Regions from separate parts of the Mus musculus genome. Here all the other regions are linked to region 3. The links are chromatin contacts, called in public Hi-C, HiCAR-type and HiChIP or PLAC-seq maps. All regions are on one chromosome and are shown on one strand. Each heading gives the region's core, a stretch centred on a gene start, on an enhancer-like site or on the middle of the called end of the contact. The rest is flanking DNA. Distances are from core to core; before and after follow the strand shown. Region 1 overlaps Pcsk6 (proprotein convertase subtilisin/kexin type 6). Region 2 overlaps Pcsk6 (proprotein convertase subtilisin/kexin type 6). Region 3 holds the start of Pcsk6 (proprotein convertase subtilisin/kexin type 6). Region 4 has its middle 28 kb from the start of Gm51485.

The links. A called contact is a pair of places that touch in the nucleus more often than the background predicts. HiCAR-type assays count read pairs that join an accessible place to other places. HiChIP or PLAC-seq counts read pairs in DNA pulled down with a chosen protein or histone mark.
Region 1: a HiCAR-type map of fibro-adipogenic progenitors shows a contact between it and region 3, with 2.7 times the contacts expected there. The contact joins the enhancer-like site here to the promoter of Pcsk6 in region 3. A contact is called at or near these places in 3 of 39 promoter capture datasets (cranial neural crest, frontonasal cranial neural crest and liver), 3 of 484 Hi-C or Micro-C datasets (the N1E-115 cell line, liver and nephron progenitors), 3 of 115 datasets of contacts at active chromatin or transcription factors (craniofacial prominence, embryonic stem cells and fibro-adipogenic progenitors) and 1 of 9 other capture datasets (pancreatic islet).
Region 2: a contact with region 3 is called in a Hi-C map of liver, with 3 times the contacts expected there. The contact joins the enhancer-like site here to the promoter of Pcsk6 in region 3. A contact is called at or near these places in 1 of 39 promoter capture datasets (frontonasal cranial neural crest), 5 of 484 Hi-C or Micro-C datasets (the Ba/F3 cell line, cumulus cells, liver and 1 more), 2 of 115 datasets of contacts at active chromatin or transcription factors (embryonic stem cells and fibro-adipogenic progenitors) and 2 of 9 other capture datasets (adipose tissue and pancreatic islet).
Region 4: a contact with region 3 is called in an HNF4G HiChIP or PLAC-seq map of pancreatic cancer cells. The contact joins the enhancer-like site here to the promoter of Pcsk6 in region 3. A contact is called at or near these places in 2 of 39 promoter capture datasets (both in liver), 4 of 484 Hi-C or Micro-C datasets (embryonic fibroblasts, epidermal suprabasal cells, pancreatic cancer cells and 1 more), 3 of 115 datasets of contacts at active chromatin or transcription factors (embryonic stem cells, neural progenitor cells and pancreatic cancer cells) and 1 of 9 other capture datasets (adipose tissue).

The regions. Positions count from the first base shown.
Region 1 is chr7:65,977,917-65,980,946 of GRCm38.p6, reverse strand. It overlaps Pcsk6 (proprotein convertase subtilisin/kexin type 6), which reads right to left. Exons shown (of 22, transcript NM_011048.1): 12 at 612-800. Among named protein-coding and RNA genes, the nearest start is that of Gm51486, 49 kb to the right of the region's middle. Within about 2 kb of position 1,261, at least 58 of the 459 cell types and tissues checked have an H3K27ac peak or open chromatin away from gene starts, as enhancers often do. A contact at or near this core is called in the N1E-115 cell line and fibro-adipogenic progenitors, where this site is marked.
Region 2 is chr7:65,956,825-65,959,754 of GRCm38.p6, reverse strand. Pcsk6 (proprotein convertase subtilisin/kexin type 6) reads right to left here. Exons shown (of 22, transcript NM_011048.1): 8 at 446-658. Among named protein-coding and RNA genes, the nearest start is that of Gm51486, 28 kb to the right of the region's middle. Within about 2 kb of position 1,419, at least 14 of the 459 cell types and tissues checked have an H3K27ac peak or open chromatin away from gene starts, as enhancers often do. A contact at or near this core is called in liver, where this site is marked.
Region 3 is chr7:65,860,643-65,863,849 of GRCm38.p6, reverse strand. It overlaps Pcsk6 (proprotein convertase subtilisin/kexin type 6), which reads right to left and starts at 1,714. Exons shown (of 22, transcript NM_011048.1): 1 at 1,407-1,714. The coding sequence starts at 1,679. It overlaps Gm20684 (predicted gene 20684), which reads left to right and starts at 1,808. Exons shown (of 3, transcript NR_169041.1): 1 at 1,808-2,005; 2 at 2,613-2,860.
Region 4 is chr7:65,772,540-65,775,655 of GRCm38.p6, reverse strand. No RefSeq gene overlaps it. Among named protein-coding and RNA genes, the nearest start is that of Gm51485, 28 kb to the left of the region's middle. Within about 2 kb of position 1,500, at least 16 of the 459 cell types and tissues checked have an H3K27ac peak or open chromatin away from gene starts, as enhancers often do. A contact at or near this core is called in liver and pancreatic cancer cells, where this site is marked.

The sequences.
Region 1 (3,030 bases), core at 12-2,511, 120 kb before region 3:
ATATCCTAACTCTCCCTGGGTTCCCCCTGGCTCCTACAAATTCCTCTGCTCTGTTTACTCAAAAGCTATTTAAGTCTATCCAAGCACTTGCTATCATGTCACAACTACACGTAAGACATTCAAGACATAACTGCACAGTGCAGCCTTCCAACAAACCCTGCAGGAAGCAGAGGAAGCGCCTGCAGTCCCAAATCCCAGCTCAAGCCTTTGTGGGATTTTGGGAACTTTCCCTGCACCTCACCAGCCACACCTGGCCCTTGGGAGCAGCTCAGAACTGAATGGGAGGGGGTGCTCCCAAAGAAAAGCAAACATTGGGGTACCTCAGCTTAATTAAGTGACAACCATGTAGGATGGTCACAACCTTCACTGTACTTCTAAGAGCAATGGGACATAACATGAACTCCACCCCAGCAGGCAACAACTCCCATTACTTCTTCCTGAAGATTAAAGTTTCACAGGTCTGTTTCAAAGGCCCTGGCCTGCTCTTTAGCATTGTGGGTCCTGCCTATATAGACCCAGAGAGAACCCCCCATTTCCCTGTGTAGGGGGTCTTGCCAGGATCTAGAGTAATTAGGACCTTCATGAGCAAATGCTGAAGAGAGTAGCCTCACCTCTTTGCCAAAAGTTGAGACTTGGTTCCAGAGGGAGAAATCAGGTGGATCTGGAGATCGCCCCGGCGTGGGTGTGAGATAGAGATTCGGACAACCACATGCTCCAGGTACACCACACGCTGGTCTGAGTGGTCCGCACAGGCGTTGGTCAGGGCTGTGGTCCGTAGCACCTGCACTATGGGGATGCTCCTGGGGAGGAAAAACAAGCAAAGTGCTGGATACCCAAGTCTTAATCTCATACGGGGAGGATAGGGACTTCAATGTTGAGTCTGTCCCTCCCCTGCTGTGGCCTCTGGGTTCTGGGAGCCCCCAGGGAGTCACAGAGGTCTCACTCTTAGGTGCTCCATTCTGACCACTGCTGGGAAACTTTATGGTTATAGTTTTCTTTCTTTTTTCTTTTTTATGTATCTTTATGCACACTTGGGGCCAATATATCTGGGGGCCTTCCCTTTGCAACCCAGGAGTTACCTGTCTTTAAACAGTATCATGGCCAGCTCACTTTCTCAAGAGCATGAGCCTCAGAGATAGCATTATGAATGCTGAACAACCAGCACGAGGTGCTGGTGGGAAAGCTTTCAAGGATTAAGTCATCCATCAGGGAGAAGGAAGGACTGCATCAGTGACACACCGCTCTGGTCTCCAGGCCATGTCTCCTCAGGGTTAACCCACACTCAAGGGACCTGGATTTGCTGCAGTTGCTCTGCCTCCAGTCAGTCTGCTGGAAGACTGCCAACCCATTGCCCCATGAAGGAAATAAATGATGGTATTTCCATGACTTCTCATAAGGGCCCAGGGGCCCTTCTGTCACCTAGGATGGAAGCTGATGACAAGCCCATCTCCAGTCACTCAAAAATCATTCCCACCCGTTTTTTGGAAGCACAAAACAGACCCAAACCCTGTGCCTACAGGCTGCTTTGAGAGTTCGTGTCTCTGAAAGCCTGGCCCTTTCCCACCAATTTGTAAACGGAATAAAGATGGCATTTTTTGGTGGAAACCTGATTGCCACCCAATGGCACATTAGTAATTCCCTGCTATATGGTTTGAGCTGAGGAATGCTTTCCCCTCTGTGCGGGGGCTTCCCTTGGAGAGGCCCGGAACAAACATGCACTTGGAGTCTCTTAGGAATGGATTCGCTGGGCTCTACTGGGCCTGAGTCATAAGAAAACATTCAAAACAGCTAGGAATAGTGATGTAATGCCCTCGAGACTCTGTAAATATTTGAAAAACATGCTTTGCATGTACCATAAATTGACTTAGAGTCTGGCTTCTTTCATTGCTTTCTCTGAGCTTTACTGTCTGGGTTTAGGCGCCCTACCGTTATGGCAGATCCAGAATATAGTAGAAAGTTCGAGACAGGCCCAGGCCCACAGGGCCCACACACCCTTTCAGGTAAAGTGTTTGCCTGTAGTATCCCAACTATACACTCAAGAGAAACTGAGCATGTTGGTGACAAATGGCTCCTTAGTGATTGGGGGCAGGGGGAACAGGGTCGCTGGTGCCCTGCCCAAGAGCTTTGAAATGTGATGCCCCAAGACCCAGGAGTGAGGCCACTTTTAACCTTCTAACACTGTCACAGGTAGAATAGTAGTGGCAAGCCAAACAAAGTTCTAACCAGGATTAAAACACTATTTCCTCCCTCAGCCTTTTACTAACTGTTGGAGAGAGCAATCACTGCTCTAGAAATGACCTAGAGTCCTGTTGGGGAAACCTGGATCCCATGGATAAGGACACAGGATGTAAGCAGACAGGTGAAGACAGGACAGCCAAACACTGGGGGCCTGGCCAGTGCCTCACAGCTGTCCAGCTCAGGGCTCACTGTACCCAGACTAGAAGAAGCACTCATTTCACTTAGCTTCACTTGTCTCAGGGGTTCCTGCTAAGGGACCCCAGCTGCTGGGAGAGGGCTCTGGGCTGGTTTCCCCCACAGGGAACCAAGTCTGTGCAGTGCCAGGCTGGTGGGCCGGTGGGCAGTTTGAACCCCCCCCCCGCCACCCCCCTCCCCCCCGAAGGAATTAATGGCGTCTCGGGTCTTGGTTTTCACAGCTAAGATATTAAGCTTCTCTGGGGCAGGGGACCAGCCTGCCTGGGGCACAAAGCTAACTGTAGCAATCAGTTTTTATGTGAAATCTCTTTAACTGGGAAGTCACTTAGCCACCAGGACTCCTCATTCCTGCAAGTTGCATGGGAGGGCTGGGAGGGCGGATGCTCCTCACTGCAAGGGCGAGCGAAATATTCCACTGCTGCCTGGACCTTTCTCTCCACTTCTGCTGCTGAAGCAAACAGCCCAAGACTCCGACTAAGGTACGTTTACGTCTCTTAATGAAAAGCAAAAGGAAGGAGCCTTTGAGATGGTCAAAATAGCCAAAATAGCCAAGCTGTAATTGTCCTTGCTTTCCACAGAAACTCCAAGAAGGCATGA
Region 2 (2,930 bases), core at 170-2,669, 96 kb before region 3:
TGAGCCAAGCTGGCAAACCCTGTGGCTTTACTTCCAAGTGTCTAGGGCATGTCCCTTGGCAGAGAAGCCGAGAATGCTTGGGTTTCCAGAATGTTTCAGCATAAAACCAAAGCTTTCTATTTTGTGCATCAGAGTAGGACTGGTCAACTGGACTCTGGGATGTGACCACAGAATTCCAGAGAGCTAAAAGGAGATATGATGAAGATGAACCCCATTCTTAAATGACATTTTTAGGCCTCTAAAGTCAGAGAGGGTTTAATTGGCATTTCTGGGCACAGATGAGTCAAACATCTTATAAAATAGTAAAGTCTGAGGCAGGCTGCCAAGGCCCTGGGGTTGACCTCCTACATAGAGGGACAGGCTGGGACCTGAGATCCAACAAAATCTGGTCTTGGCCAAACTGGCTTTGGGGAAAGGAAGTCTTAGACCTTACGAGAGAACTTACGATCTTCCGTTCATAGAAGGCCCCGCTGCTGTAGGTGGTAGCCAACGTGGAAGCGCATTCTTCCAGGTACCAGGGTTTGTGGCCGTTCTCAGTGGTGCTGCTTACGGAGATGGTGTAGATGCTGTTGGTGTAGCCATCACAGGAGCAGTGGTCCCCTTCTCTCCCACCATTCCCAGAGGCCCAAACAAAAATGGAGCCCAGACCTTGGCGACCCTACATGGAAGCAAGAACAGATGTTAGCGACTGAAGTGGGGCACCATGGAAGCATCTCACACCAGTGTGCAACCCCACCTTCAGCCTGTTCCTCCACAGGGCTGTGAAGGTTGCCCTGAGAACACGTGGGTCCTGCCCAAGGGTTCTGTCGGGTTTCAGTGGAGCTGTTTTGCTTGTGGGAACAACGTTAAGACCACGGATGCTCATGATCCTGGCAAGGACGGGCCAAAAGATCCCTCTGACCTTCACAGGACAACCTGGATCCCAGTGCAAAGTCTATAACTCCCATTATCATAGCTGATGACCAAGGGAACTCAGTGTAAGACCAAGGTTAGAAACACACAATGGCAGAATTTGGAATTGTTTTAAGTTTTATGGGTCAGAGAAGTTAGCGTTGAGAGAGAAGTGCATTGATTTCCTGAAATAGTTTTGGAGATCAGCTTCTTGAAGGGCCAGCTCATTTTTCAAAGAGGGGTGAAGGGGGAGGGGAGAGCTTGTGCCTTCTGGGTGAGACTGAGTAGATAAACACGACCCTGTTCTAGATCACTGTTTTCCTATAGATGACCCACTAGAGTTCCCTGAGGTGCTGCCATTATGATGAATGTTAAAGCAGTCAAGTGAGATGTCAGCACCCACCCAGGCTGGTGACTTCAGGAACCAGAGAAAGCTCATGATAGTGGCAGGTCAGGCAGGTTCCCGAAGCTCTGTTCTAATCTACATCCATGGGATCAATGGTTTTTGACTGAACTTCGTGCCATCCCAGCCACGAACACTAGTTAATGATTAGCTCATGGAAGACGAGATTAAGTCAGTCCCAACTGCAGGACCCATGGATAGTGCACAGCATAAATTGGACCTCCTAGGTTCCTAAGGACTGAGAAGTAGCCCTGCCAAACATAGGGAGGGGACTGACACTGAATCTGAGCAACTGATCAGTTTAAGGACATCTTTCAAGCAGAGTCTATGACCCAATCCATCTATCCCTTCTCGGAGTCCAGGTCTTTCCTTGGGGAAATTGGACCACCTGCTCTGGAAGCCATGGGACACTCTTTTTTTTTTTTTTTTTACAGACTAAAGAGACTTCAGTTCTAGGCTAAGGCTCCCAACAAAACCCACAGGGAGGTTCCTCGTGCTCCTTTAGCCTGGATACATTAGGATGGCCCATTCGCTCTGCTTTCTGCATCTCCAAAATGCCGAGCAGCTTACCACAAAGGTTACCTATACTTCACAACAAACGTTAACTTCTGGGGCTGAAGAAATGGCTCTGCAGTTTAGAGCACTTGTTGTTCTTGCAGAGGACCTAGGTTCAATTCCCAGAACCCCCTGGGAGGCTCACATTCATCTCTAGCTCTTGTTCCAGCGGATCTAATGCCATCTTCTGACCTCTGCAGATACCAGGCAGGCATGTGATATATATATATACATTCATGGAGGAAAAACATTAATACACACACACACACACACAAACACACAAACACACAAACACACACACACATCTAAAAGAAGACAGTCTAAGAAATAGGTTAACTTTTAAAAGAAAGGCACAAAACAAGGAAGTGGGTGTGTCTGTGAATTGGGTAATGCCTGTGTCATGATACTTCAGTCAACAATGGATCCCACAGGTGCAGAGAAGCTAGGTGTGGGGAAGGCTTCTGTGCCATTAGAGTTTGTGCAAGTCCTCTATCATGAGGTTACATCATGATGCAATGGCCTAATGATGGCTTTCTCAGAGCATGCCCTCAGCATGAAGCAAAGCGAGACTATAATTACCTGCTGGAAAAGATTAATCAGAGCCAGTTGAAAGTGACTAAAATCCAAATAAAATGTCATTTAGCCCATCAGAGCCTATCTACTCCTTAGGCGAACCACCTACAAGATAATGTCACTCTCAACTCTGTACCCAAGGCAAACCAATTGATAAAACGTTCTTATTTCATGAAGTTCAACAATCATATTATCTGGGAAATACACAGAACAGCTGAAAATAGTGCTCCAGACTCAATGTGTGGGCACTGAACCACAAAAGAATCATGCTACAAATGTCTTCGGGCCTAGCAGGTGAGTAGTCTGTCAGTTAACTGTCTAGCACTGTAACAAACATTTGAGGGAAATCAAGCTGCAAAGAAAGAAACAAAGAAAAAAGAAACGAAGACAGTAAGTTTATTTGGCTCACAGTTTTGTAGGCTTCAACCCATGACTGGCAATACCCTTTGATTTGGCCTTTGGTGACATGTCACTACAGAGGTTCAAAGCACAGGAAGTCTGTTTACCA
Region 3 (3,207 bases), core at 465-2,964:
CAATCAGCCCTGCAGCTTTGACAGCTACAGAGAGCAACGAAGCCAGGGCCACCAAAAGGCAAAATCTTAGCTCTTTGGATGTTTGAAGACACAAAAGCGGATTCTTTCCTTTTGGAGAAACTCTGACCTGGAACTTCACAGAGCAGAATTTCCCCTTCCAGGAGGCCTTCCGATTCACGTCAAGTGCAGAAGCACACGTTTACTGGCTTCTGTCACAGATAATGATGAAACTAAATCTGTCTGCTATTTAACACTGTCTGCTACTGCAGTTTGAGTTACAAGGCCACCCTCCCTTCATTTCACTTGATTCTCCAGAGTGTGTAGTTTATGGATCTGTTAAGGTGCTGAGAGCTCTCCTGGTGGGACTGCACATTTTGAACCTGCTGAGGTCCCTCCACGGACCATAAACCGGAATCAACCTGCCCCCATTGCCCCTCTGCGGGGCTGCAATATGGAAAGGCACCCTGCATTGGCAGTCCTTGGGAGCTGCGCGGACCTAGTGCCCTATCTCGGCTTCTCTTGGTATAAATGACAGCCAGCTTATACCACCAGGGGTGAGAGAATGGGCATCCCATGAGTAGTGCCTTGCTTCTGAACACTCCCGGCTCATCTCAACAACCTCAGGCAGTACAAAGTCGCCACCCTTACGGATGAGCAAGTCAAGAAATGACATGTCCAAGGTCATGCAGCTAGTGGGCAGACAGCTGCCTTTCCAGCTGCATCCAGAGCCCAAAGCAAAGCAATCCATGTCTTTGCCTAGAGAGGTTTCAAGTGCAGAGTTCAGCCTACAACCAACCTGCAGCTTCTGGGTCCTGCTTGCACCCTGACCCAAACCTGACTTCTGGACACAGGCACCAGCGCACCACACAGAGGGAAAGCCAGTCCCTGAGTTGCCCGGGTCATGCTCACATCGCCCAACCAGCGCCTGACTGCCTTGGCGCACGAACGGGAGCCCAGAGCTCCGGGCGACCCGTCGAGGGCAGAGTGGCCCGAGACGGAGCTAAGGCTCGAAGGCCACAGGGAAATAGGTACACGATGATGATGGCGCGGGTGGGCAGAGCGCAGCGACCCCTTAGGCGCCCACTCGAACGCGGCTGGGCAGGTGTAGGCGCCCGACCTGGGCTTCCGAGGCCACACACTTCCGAGTGCGAATGCTCGGCGACATCGCCTGGGGACCCACGGCCTCGGGCCCTCCCGCGTGACCGTCCACGCAGCCTACCACGTCCTTCCCGCCGAGTGTCCCACGGCTCTCCCAGAGAGTCCCCGCAAGAAGCCCCCGCCGTCCCCAGCGATACGGGTCGCCTTCCCACGCGGCGCCGCTGGCCGCGGGCTTGGCAAGGCGCCCCCTCGCGCGTGGCCGCCGGCGGCCGGGAAAGTTTGGGGCGCGCGGGGCCGGCCGTACTCACCTGGCCCAAGTTGAGGTAGCCGTGCGCCGCAGCCACGCGGTCCGCCGCGCCGGGGCCGCCCAGCACTTGCACTGCCCAGTGGTTGGTGTAGACGGGGCGCGGCGGCGGCAGCGCGGAGCAGGCGGCGGGCAGCGCGAGCAGAAGCAGCCAACGCCAGGGGCGCAGCGCGAGCGGCGGGAGTCCGTGCCGGCCGGCGGCCCCTGCGCCCCGCGCGACATCGGCGGCCCGGGGCGGCGGCCGGGGCCCGGGCGCTGGCGGCGCGCGCGGAGGCATGGCAGCGGCAGGCTCGCGCGGCGCCCGAGCGGCGAGTGCGCCGGGGGGTGGGGAGCCGCCTTTTAAAGCCGCTCCGCGCCGGGGAAGCGCCGCCGCCGCGGGCGGGAGCCGGGGAGGAGGAGGCCGCCGCGGCGCGTTCCCGCCCGCGCGGCCCGGTGGCGCCCCTGGGCCCGCGCTCGTGCGGCAGTCTCCCGGCCCGCCAGCAGCCGGGGGCCGGCGCAGGGGAGGCTCGAGACTTCGGGTCTCTCGGAACACGGCGCTGCCCGGAGTGGCAGCCTGGGCTCCGCGCGTTCTGCTAGAAGCCGGGAGGGCTCTGGGCATCCCACGTGAGTTCCCCATATCCCGGAGGAGTTGACTTAGAGCGGCACCTTCCTACCGGTTGCGCCCCTGGAGGCTGAACTCACCTGCTGGGGTCCCCAAGGCTAGGCAGCCTTGCTCAACTTAGCTGTGGCAGTGAACATGCAAATGTGCAGGATCTTCAGGGGAAAACGATGCCAGGAAAACACTGGGGTGTCCCAGGATCTGGCCCAACCTCAAGACCACATTGCATGGGCAAAGGGCATGTGGCAAACTTAGCTGGAGTCTATGAGAGTATTGAGGACACAGCGTCCATACAGGGCTGAGGCTTTGCTAGGAAGGTTGTACAGGTGAACTCCTTAGCTGACCACTTAGCATCTGTATGATGTTGGGCCCCTTTCTGTTCTTGCTGGGCTTGTAAGATGCGGATAACAATAGCATCTATCCATCCATCGGGCTGTTTTGAGGATGTCAGCTCTTCCTTTGCAATCAGCTGACAGTAATGTTTGTTTTGATGAGCCCAGGGCCTGCCACGTGCTTGGTATTCAGTAGATGGTGTACACTCTTAAAAGTACCCACTGAGCTAGGACCAGTCAGTGTGAATGTAAGTTGACTCATCCTCACCCCTCCCTCCAGGAACAGCCTGGAGAAACCGGGGACTCGTTCATACTGTGAAGATGCAATGAGAGGCTGGGATGGCTGCAAGCCTCGGACGGCCCATTGGTCCCAACTGGCCTCATACAGAAAGCAAACCTTCAGCCTGATTAATACAAGAGGGGGACCAGGAAACCGAAGACAGCAAAACAAGGCAGAGAAGGCCTTGAGTCACAAAAGAAGCTACCTCACCAACGCTCAGGTTCCAAGAGCACCTGGCTCCCAGACTGGTACTGTATGGAATTCACTTGCCTGAGTCTATAGCCAGGCAGATCAGACAGACAGACATGCTAGGGGATACAGGAGAGAGAGAGAGAGACAGAGAGACAGAGAGACAGAGAGAGAGAGACAGAGAGAGAGACAGAGGGCCAACTGAAGTCTTTTCCAACATCCCTCTCAGGAGTCCTTGGGTTTTTTTTTTTTTTTACCTCAGATGATCCATCCTTTCTATAAGCATGAGTCACCTTAATGAAGGTAGAAGGAGAGGACAGTTGGTGGGGGGCCCAACCAGGACATGCCAAATTCATGCCAACAGAGCTCCTACCACAAATACCTTTTGTGTGCCTCTGTTGTCCCT
Region 4 (3,116 bases), core at 251-2,750, 88 kb after region 3:
CCAGGATAAAAGCTTAGGTTAATATTCAAAAGTTTGTATAATTTACCACATTGACACAAGAAAGAAGATTCTATGTATCGATGGATTTAAAAAAACGGGTTAGTACAAACTCAACATCTATTCATACAGGAAATGTTATATAAGCTAGTGATAGAAGGGAATTCTTTGATTAGATAAAGGAATCTACAAAAATCTCATCGTAGACATCACACTGAACCATGAGATAGAGTTTGTCTCTTAAGATCTAAAAACATCAAGGACCAGAAAGGTAAGACTAGGTTGTCTACCCACTGTCCAGAGCTTGTTTACAATTTAGAGGGCCAAAGCAGGAGGCAGACAGGCATGGCATTGGAGCAAGAGCTTTGTATCCTGGTCCACAGGCGGCACATAGAGGGAGAAACTGGGCCTGGCATGCTCTTTATGAAGCCCCAACCATCCACCCCAATGACACACACACCTCCTCCAACAAAGTCACACCTTCTCCAGTGAGGGTGCATCTCCTAATCCTTCCCAAATAATTCCACTAACTGGATATCAAACCTTCAAACATACAAGTCTATGGAGGCCATCTCACTGAAACCACTGCACCGAGGAAGTGAGGAAGTTGCGCATACATTAAAACCCACACTCAGGGAGAGAATCAGTGTCTACAAGAACCAGCCTCACAAGAGGCATTAATTCCTCTCAGCAACCCAACCATCTCTTCAAGGCCACACCTTCCAGTACTGTTAAGTCACAACCAATTTTCCACAAGAGCTTGGGTGGAGGCAAACCACATCCACACCACTGCAGCTGCTGTGGTGGAGCTCACCCCAAGGCGGGATGGCCACCAAGGTCAGACCATTAACCTGCGGTAGCAGCGGGTAGCCACATGTAACAGCTCTGCCCAGGACCACGTGCTTACCCATAAGCCCTCGGGCCTCTCATTTGACTTTGGCGGTGGCAGCATCTGAAGTGACCTGTACTTCTTCTTACTCATATTACTAGCTGCCAAGGACTCAGACATCAAGTATGTGCCTGTTTAGAGCAAAAGGAATTGATCTCGTGCCACTGAGCGCTGCCAACAGGAAGAACTGTAAAATCTCATGGCTGCCGAAAGCATCCAAAACTGGGAGAGGAATGAGATTAGTCCTAAGACAGTCTTTAATTCTGTCCCCCCCAGGGGAAAAAAATTGCTTGAGAAAACCAGATTCCATGTCCTGTGCAATCGATCTGTGCTCAGGTGCTGGCGACACTGGGCCCCTCCTGCTCCTGAGTATGTGGTTGTTTGGGTCCATGGTTGCTTGGTGATGGTTTGTAGACAGAATGGAGTCTTCAGGGAGTCTAAGCTCAGAATCGAGTATCATGGAGTGTCCCAGTGCCTGGCACCCCCTTTCCTTGGAGGTACCCAACCAACTTCTAGTTTGAACAAGACTGGCAGAGGAAGAGTGAGAATAATGGGCTGCTTTCATTGAGGACTCTTAGCCTTTCAGAGCAGGCTTGCCAAGTTGTGAGGCAATTCCTTCAATGTAGTAACCCTGTCATGGTACTCTGGCTTCCAGAAGGGCAACAAAACAGCATTCCTTCCTGGCTTTCCGTTGAGCATTTAGAAAAATCAATACAACTAAACAAAGTGGGTGTTACTCAGCAGTTTAATCCTGTGTGCTTCTTTGACCCAGAGACCCATCCATTATCAACATCCCAGAAGGGAAGGCTCCAGCCTCCACCCGCTGCCCCTGTGACCCCAGTAGACATTCCCAGTGGGACCTCTTCTGTAGTTCTCAGGGACCTCCCCCTTTAGCAAAAATTTCCCCTTAATCTGAACTATCATGGTGGAAAATATTTCATATGTAGGGAAGTGTTACACTTCGAAGCATGAATGTCCCCATGTCATGTTTTGAGTGTTCTCCACCAGTGACACTAACTTGAAACAGGCTAAGCCTTTAGGAAAGGGGACCCGGCTGATAGAAGCTGGACTCTAGGAGGGGGCTTTTACGGTAGCAGCTGGGCCTCTCTTCCTAGTGTGTGCAGGGTGAGGAGTCTCTGCCAAAGCAGACTCAACTCCCTCTCTTCCCACCATGATGAAACTGTGATGTAAAACGAGTCCCGCCTCACTTGAGTTGTTTCCGTCTGGCATTTTGCTCACAGTATAAAACAGCTGGCATAACACTCAGCAAGCTGAAGGGTCAGATCTTCTCAAAGTGCTTGCTTTCAGGGATTTCTCAAAGCGCTTGCTTGCTATTCACCCTTTCAGGGACTCGCTGCAGACACACATCACACTGTCTTTTTCTTGAAAAAGGACCTTGTCATCCTCATAGAGTTGGGTATTTTGCTTCTTTCCCTTAGCATCACAAAAAAGAGTTGAATGTGATTAGTTATGTCTTTTCAACAATTTAAGCTGCATAATTTTCTACACTCTGGATGTTGTAAGTGAGCAAGTCTCCTGTCATTGGACAATTACATTGACAATGACTCTGAAAATCCGCTCATCGGGGATACTTGATGATTCTGCTTCTCCCTGGGATATGTCTAAAATTTGGGCCTGAAGATGGGGCTCAGTGGCTCTTGCAAAGAAACACTTTGGTTTCCAGCAGCCATGTCAGGCAGCTCACAACCACCACTGGCTCCAGCTCGAGGGAGTCTGATGCCCTCTTTTGGCTTCTGAAGGCACCTGCAATAACACACACAAATAAAAAGTACACCATAACAAATTTCTCTTGTCATGAATATTCTGATTTTTCTTATTTTTCTGACACCATTGAATTGCTAACCATTACATTATGAAGTCTCCTCTCTTTCAGACAAATGTGTGTATTATTTGGAAGACATAAAAAATATGGTATTGATTTAAAAGAATACAGTCTTACTAACAATGATTTTGATTATTTTATTTTTTTATTGATGCTGAAACAACCACACACAATTTATGGGTCAGAAGTCTGGCACAGACTTCCTGCTTTTAAATCAAGATCTCCACAAGCCTCTCTCCTCTCTAGTGGTCCTATGTAGGTGACTCCCTCCCCCACAATGTTCACATTCCTTGATTTGGAATGTCTTCCCCCATCTTCAGAACCTTTCTATAACCATAGCAATGAAAAGGTCTGCAGGCTTAGATTTTCTAAACCTACTTTATGAGT